2 separate regions of the Mus musculus genome follow, and region 2 is linked to region 1. Evidence: chromatin contacts called from public HiChIP or PLAC-seq data. All regions are on one chromosome and are shown on one strand. Each heading gives the region's core, a stretch centred on a gene start, on an enhancer-like site or on the middle of the called end of the contact. The rest is flanking DNA. Distances are from core to core; before and after follow the strand shown. Region 1 holds the start of Coro6 (coronin 6). Region 2 holds the start of Spag5 (sperm associated antigen 5).

What was found. HiChIP or PLAC-seq counts read pairs in DNA pulled down with a chosen protein or histone mark.
Region 2: a contact with region 1 is called in a FOXA1 HiChIP or PLAC-seq map of pancreatic cancer cells. The contact joins the promoter of Spag5 here to the promoter of Coro6 in region 1. A contact is called at or near these places in 1 of 115 datasets of contacts at active chromatin or transcription factors (pancreatic cancer cells) and 1 of 9 other capture datasets (adipose tissue).

Annotation. Positions count from the first base shown.
Region 1 is chr11:77,462,335-77,466,033 of GRCm38.p6, reverse strand. Coro6 (coronin 6) reads right to left here and starts at 2,123. Exons shown (of 10, transcript NM_139128.2): 1 at 1,924-2,123; 2 at 246-368. The coding sequence starts at 2,121.
Region 2 is chr11:78,299,477-78,302,999 of GRCm38.p6, reverse strand. Spag5 (sperm associated antigen 5) reads right to left here and starts at 1,409. Exons shown (of 24, transcript NM_017407.3): 1 at 1,290-1,409; 2 at 980-1,105. The coding sequence starts at 1,340. It overlaps Gm3948 (predicted gene 3948), which reads left to right and starts at 1,489. Exons shown (of 4, transcript NR_166889.1): 1 at 1,489-1,695; 2 at 2,790-2,878.

The DNA of each region.
Region 1 (3,699 bases), core at 874-3,373:
TCTGTCAAGAAAACTTCAGAGTGCTGTACCCCTGCTCTTAGGGCCCCAAGTTATCCATGGTTATAATTAGTTCTAGGCAGTGCCCTCTGGGAGGGCGCAGGTATGTATTTAACTAAAAATAATCTGGGAACTGGGCAGGACAGGGCAGAGCTCCTGGCCTCTACCCCTTCTATTATCTTCCCCAGCACAGGTGAGACACCTCCCCGTTCCCCAGCCCAGCTTGGCAGCATCCACTAGTCTCCTACCATGACTGTGGTGTCATCTGAGGCACTGGCGATGACGTTGTCATTGTGTGGGCACCAGTCAATGTCCAGCACAGGGCCAGTGTGCCCAGTGACCAGTGGGTAGTTCTTATCCACTCGTCCTGTCTGGAGGGGTCAGAGAGGGTGATATGGGTTCACTGTCATTCGTGTGTGTGTGTGTGTGTGTGCACAAGCACCGCTGGGAACGGAACTCAGGGCCCAGCACTTGTTAAGTAAATGGTCAACCAATGAGCTGCATCCCAGGCCCTTGCTCTCCTGTATGTGGTTTTGAAGTGGGCAGTAGATTTGTTTACCTCTCAAATCTGTGTTATTAGTTTTCTCTTTGCAGACCTTTTTCAGAATTTAACCCCACCCCCACCCTCAGTCTACTCTTTGAACTTTGCTGGAGATGCACAGTGTGAATGCCTTTGTATTAGGAAGTCTGATTCAGAGAGACAGGCTGACCTAACAAAGTACCCACAGCAGGACACGGAACCCAGACTCAAGTTAAGGTCTCATTATGTTGATTAGCCTAGGCTGATCTTGCCTCGGTCTTCCCAGTGCTGGGCTCATGGGCGTGAACCCACATGCCCTGTGAGGAGGATGTGCTTGAACCTGTCCCCCAAGTTGGAGGACCTTTGGCAAGCCCCTGGAGAGAGAGGTCTGAGTGAGTGACTCTGACGGCAGTGGCTTAGCCCCTGGGGCAGACCTCTCCCTTGGTTTCACCTTGGAGTCATAGGCAGCACGCAGTCTTGGTGCTGAGTGTCCCTTACCAGGGGCTGGCACTCGTCTTTCTTTTTGTCTTCATGAGTAAGTTGTGGGAGCTCTGAAGACTCTGCAGGGGTTGGCATTGGCCCAAAGCACATAGTCTGGGAGAGAGGGTGACTAAATGCCATTGACATGGCAGTCACACTGGGGGAGGAGGTGGCTCGGGCTGAAATGTGAGCCCTTGGGATGCTGTCTCTGGATGGTGTCTGCATTGTCCAGCGTGAGTCATAGGCTATTGTCAGGCCTGTCCTGACCCCACCACTTGTGAGGTCTTCTTTAGCAAGGTATAGGGCTCAGTATCTAGGTCAAGGTTATGCTTTGGGGTATCTCTCCTGGGGTACAGATGGCTACGTGTCTGCAAAGGTGGCAGTCAGTGCCTGGCCCTTTCCCTCATGTGCAGGGGAGGGAAGGCTCTGACTATTGTAACTTCTCTTTTTAGTTTCATCCCACTCCCAGGATCAGAGTCTGAACACCTCTCTCTCTCTCTCTCTCTCTCTCTCTCTCTCTCTCTCTCTCTCTCTCTCTCTCTGTATCTCTGTCTCTCTCTGTTTCTGTGTGTGTCTGTGTGTCTCTCTCCATCTCTCTGACTCTGCCTTTCTCTGACACTAGGTAAAGATAAGGTTAGAGTCTGACTGGACCTTGGTCTGCTGTATCCCAACCATCTCCATCACTAACACCCATCTTGGTTTCTGCTAGGAACACAGTGCTCTGTGGCCTAGAGATCGGGCGCACAGGTCACGCTGATGTTGCTGTTCTCCACCATTCTTTGTGGGTTTGGCAAAGACAGAGTACCCAGTCCACACAGACTGCCCTTCTGGAGGCCTGGACTTCAGTGAGAAAAGGCTAGTGTGGGATATATCCCAGAGACCCTAGCCAGTGCCCTCCCAATTGCTTTCTTCCCCTCACCCCTCACCTTGGCCAGAGGCAGGACAATGAAGGCACCTCCACCTCCAGCCTCCACAATAATGGCTAGAAATTTGGGGTTGACGGCACAGAAGGCGCTGTCCCATGTGACCTTGGATACCCGGATGTCCTCATAGGCCTGGTCAGCCTTTGCTGCCTGACCAAACACGTGGCGGAACTTGCTCTGCCGAACAACACGCCGGCTCATGGCTGGGGCAAAGATAGGGAGTATCAGAGTCTAGAGGCACGTTGGTCCTTAATCCTGCGAGCTGTGGAAGGGAGGAGTGAGTGAGTAGGATTATCTGGCCAGGATCTTCAAAGTGACCAAAGTTGGAGGCTGGTTTTTGACATCTGTCTCATGTTGTTTAATATGAGGGACAAGGATGGGGAATCTCACCGCTTCTTAGACACACAGGCTAGCCGGGATAGCAGAGGCTGACACAGGGCTGAAACTTCCTCCAAGACCTAATGTTTTGAGGAGGAATATCAGGGGGTCCCCTCATGCTGCTAGTCATGTATGAGACCTCTTTGCAAGTGTTTGTCTCTCTGAAAGGCTCCCCACCCAACACCTTCTCTTTTAGTCAGTGGACCGTAGCTCAAGGCTAGGTAGGACTGCAGCCCTCAAGATCCCATATTCACATCGCTGAGTTCAAGCCGGTGTGTCTTTTTCTACAGCTTGGCCAAGAGAAGAGGTCCTTTTGTTAGCCCTGCTTCCTACTCTTTTTAAAAGATTCCTCCGGTGGTGTGGGGTATGTGGGAGTAGGGCGATCTTCCTTCTGTCTATTTCCCCATGCACTGATTTCTCCGGATGGGGTGGGGTGGGGGAGTCCTGGCTATGGTCATCTGACACAAATATCATACTTTGGTCCAGCCTCTTGGGTGCGATGCCTGGGCTGGCTAGTCCGTTCTCTTGAGGGTGGGGGCCCTCGACCCCACCTGCAAGGACCAGATGTGCAACCAGGGAGGAGGTGAGGTCCTCTTTCTGGTTCTACGACTTCGGCTTCTGGAGCTAGGAGCTTAGCAATGCTTGCTACTTTTCCCAAGGGGACACAGCAGGTTCTCCCAAAGGCCAACTGCTTCCTGCCCCTCCCCTGCCCGGGCATCCTTGTGCCCTTCAAACCACTTCTGTAGCCCCAGGCCTGAAGGCCGGCCTACTCGCCCCCTCCTCCAGCCTCCTGCCCCGGCAGTGCGTTCCTGTGAGACTAGGTGTCTCCTCGCCAGCCGCTGTCCGGCCAAATATAGACACCAAGTCCGCCCTGACGAACTGAATTTAGCGGCGGGGGGGGGGGGGGGCGCAGACCTCTGCCCCCTCCAGAGACCCCGCCCGCGCCGTTGGCTGCGGTGGCGGAGGCAGGGAGGGGGGTACCTGGTCCTAAGCCGGGCGGGGGTGCTCACGCTGCGACTCCTCTGCGGAGCGGGCCGGGGTATGCGAAGGGCCGAGGAGGCGGCGTCCGTGCGTCCGGGCCAGGGTGTTCCGGCCGCTGCCTGCGGCTCTCGGCTGCGGGCTCCGCTGCAGTCCCAGCTGCTGCTGCCATCAACCTGAGGGGGCGGGGCCGGACGGGGGCAGGGCCAGGCCAGAGCGGCTACGCCCTGTCCAGCGCGCGAAAGTCCGGCGGGCGTCTCAACTCCGCTGTAAAAAGGGAAAAGTAAGTGTGCGTGCGCTGGCGGGGTGTTCGTGCCTCGTGTCTGCCACCGTCCCTCGCATACAGGTTCGGGAGGCGCTTGGTCCAAAGAGAGACACGGAGAATGGGAGCCACCGCGCGAGATCAGGTGCCTGCGCGCCGCA
Region 2 (3,523 bases), core at 160-2,659, 840 kb before region 1:
GGTATAGTTTAGTAGTAGTGTAGTATCCATCTAGCAAGCACAAAGACCTAGGTTTAATACCCAGCACCATAAAATAACAAAATCATGGTCAAAGAAAAAAAAAAGCAAACTTTCATATTTTGAAAGAATGGTAGGCTTCCTGGTTCTCCCTATAGGAAGAGGAAATGATAGCAATTTCTTCAGGACAATTTCCCAAGTAAGTTCTACAAAATGTCTTTAAAGAACCCAGTGGGTCAAACTCCTCTCTTGACAAGTTTTACAAAAGCAGTTTGTACTATTTCTCTTAAGTCATTTGACAAGTAATTAAAAAAAAATCTAAAACATTAAAAAAAAAATCTAAAAGTAGAAAAGAAGCTGAGTGGTGGTAGTGGTGGCTGGCACCCTTGATCTCCGAACTGGAGAGGCAGAGGTAGGCAGATCTCTGAGTTTCAGGCCAGCCTGGTCTACAGAAAGTGTTTCAGGACAGCCAGGTCTACACAAAGAAACTCTGTCTCAAAAAACAAAAACAAAAACAAACAAACAAAACCCAAAACAACAATAATAGTAACAGTAACAATAGAAAACCTTCTAACTAAAAGGTACAGCTCAATATAGGCAATTCTGCAAGGTAATAGTTTAAAGTATTGGATACAGGAAAATTCTAACTACCCCATAGGATAGATGGATATGGTTTCAACTCTTGGAGACAGATCTCTCCATAAATGTGCCAGTATTTCTCGGGAATTTGGTATAGGTCAAAAACAAGAAAAGAGGTAAAGAAAAAAAAAAATCGAACCCAGCTAAATAGAGGTGTGGGTTCTCAGTGGATTCGTTTTAACCACCCCAGGGCACCTCTCTGTTGGCCTGAATAGCTGTAAATGGATGTCACGGAAGTGGAAGACTTCATTATCGTTATTAATTACGTTCCAGCTTTGGCCCTCTGTTCCTCTGAGCATCTGAGCCTGGGCAAACAGCCCAGTTGTGAAGCTAAAAATCTCACCTTCAGCTCCAGCCTGCACAGGTATGGGGTCAGCGCGGAGATCATAGAGGGACCTTTCCCTGAATCGGCGAGGGCCTCGGGCTGTAGTTTAAGCTCTCGGAGAGGAGTACTCATAGCTGGCTTCCCCTGAGAGAGAAAGCGAGTGTGAGGAAAGCTGGTCTCGGCCTCCCGGAGTGTTTTCCCACAACCGCTAGGCCGGGGCGGACAATGCCTCCCGCTGCCCCACTTCGTCCGGAGCCGGACTTCACCGGCCTCGGCCCCGCCCGGCCCCGCCCAGGTAGCGCCCTGTCTGCCGGAGTTCTCTCCTCACCTTTTGGGGCGAAGGCGACAAACCGAGATTCAGTGTTTTCACCCTCCACATTTTCAACTCGATCACTTAACCAGACCAAGTCGAAATGGCCACTTTCACCCGCCGCCTCTATTTGAACCCAATACGCACTTCGGGATTGGCTGCGGGGCCGCGGTACGTATGGTGGGCGGGACCTGCGCGCGTCACGCCCCCACGAGCCGCTCAGCCTAACGCCTCCACTGAAGCACCCATCTGGCAGGCTGGTGTGTCTGTGGGCTGCTGGAGAGTCGTGGAGTCCTGTTTCAGTGGCTCCGTTCCCCCGGTTACCGAGTGAGCCGCACTTCCCCCAGGGTTGGGCTGTCCAGGCATAGGTGCCAGTTTCATAACGGCCAGAGGGAGTTCCTAAGTGCCCAATTTCGGCCTTCAGGTAACCGCCTCTTCAGAATTTCTGGGCCTTTCTTGTGTCTAACCTCGGAGCCTACTGTAACAAGATCACTAGAATAATAGTTGATATTTACTTTACTGTGCATTTATGGTGATCTGTTTCAAGTGCTTGCTATATTAATAACTAACTCTCTCACACACATACACACTCTCACACACACAAACAGCGTGTCCCACACCACCACTGCCTGGCCCTCAGCCTCTTGAATGATGAAATCACAGGCCAATTTAGAAGTGTTAATGTATGAAGAAAAAGAAGAGAACCAAAGAAGAGCTTTAATGTTAGAAACTGTAGGGTTCTGTCAGGGTATGCGCGCCCATCAGGAACTGTACTGGTCAGTAACTTTCTGCGGGCTGCATGTAGCTCTGAATTCTTCAAATGGGAATATAATACAGGTGTGAAATGCACATTGCATTTCAGACCTTGTATGGAAAAACTATTTTTTTAATGTTAATTGCATACTGAAATATTTTTAGATATGCTAGGTTAAATAAAATATATTAAAATTTCTTGTTTTAAACCTTTTGAACATGGGTGACAATTTTAAAATTATGTAAGGGGAAGAATGGGGCAATGACTCCATCTTAGAGCTTGTCAGGAAAGCTTGAGGGCCTGAATTTGGATCTCCAATACCCAATAAAAAGCCGGGCATGGTGGTGCACACTTTTAATCTCAACACTGAAGAGGCAGAAGCAGGTGGATCTCTGTGAGTTCGAGGCCAGGATGGTTTACACAGTGTGTACCAAGACAGCCAGGGCTACATAGATCCTGTTAAAAAAAAAAAGGGCTGGGTGCAGCAGTTTTTGCCTGTTCTCCTAACAACATGGGGGCTGAGGCAGAAATGAGAGGATCCCCTGGGGTTTGCTGCTCAGTTAGTCTAATGAATCAGTGAGTTCTGGGTTCAATAACAGAAAATGTCTTGAAAGATAAAGTCTAGAGTGATTGAAAAAAATATGTAATGTTGACCTCTGGTTCCACAAAGCCCTACACATGTGAGCAAGCAGGTAGACAGGTACATGAACATGTACAGACATATAAGTTATACTAACTTGTGTTTCATTTCTTCTTTGTGACAGGGTCTCTCTGTGTACTTGTTGCTACCCTGGAAATCAGATCAAGCTGGCCTTGAACTCATAAAGAGACCCACTGGCCCTCTACCTCCTGGGTACTAGGATTAAAATCATACATGTCTTTTTGTTTTGTTTTAAGCTAGTCTCTGGTGGTATAGATCGGGCTCCTTTCAGCTCTTCCTCTGCCTCCTGAGTGCATTCATTATACTTCTATTGAACACTGCTACTCTAGAGACAAACAGTACCAGTCTGTAGGCTTTAGAAAAACTGCTTGAATAAAAACAGGGGGAGACAAGATAGGTGGGTAGTGCCGAAGATAAGAGTCCCAGGGCCTAGAACATGCTAAGTTTGTGCTCTACCAAGCAACTGCTCTTCCAATAGAGTGATTTTTCCTTTTTTGAGGCAGGATCTCTCTTTAGCCTAGGCTGGCCTCAATTTTTCGGCAATCCTTCTGCCTCAGAGTCCTGAGAATGCTTTTGAGCTTGGAATTGTCCAAGGTTCAGCAAAAGGTACCCCAAGAGTATTTGTGGTCTGAGGTGGCCGTTCCTGGTTGCCAGCTACGTCTGGGATGAACTACAATCCAGAAATGGAGGGCACACCCATGATCCAGATCTTGAGGCTGGAAAATACAGGCTTCTGACCTGGATCTTGAGGCATAGTGGTCATGAAAACCTTGAGGCCCAGGCAAGGTAGTGTATAGTTTTAATCTCAGGAGACTAAAGCAAGCAGATCTCTGAATT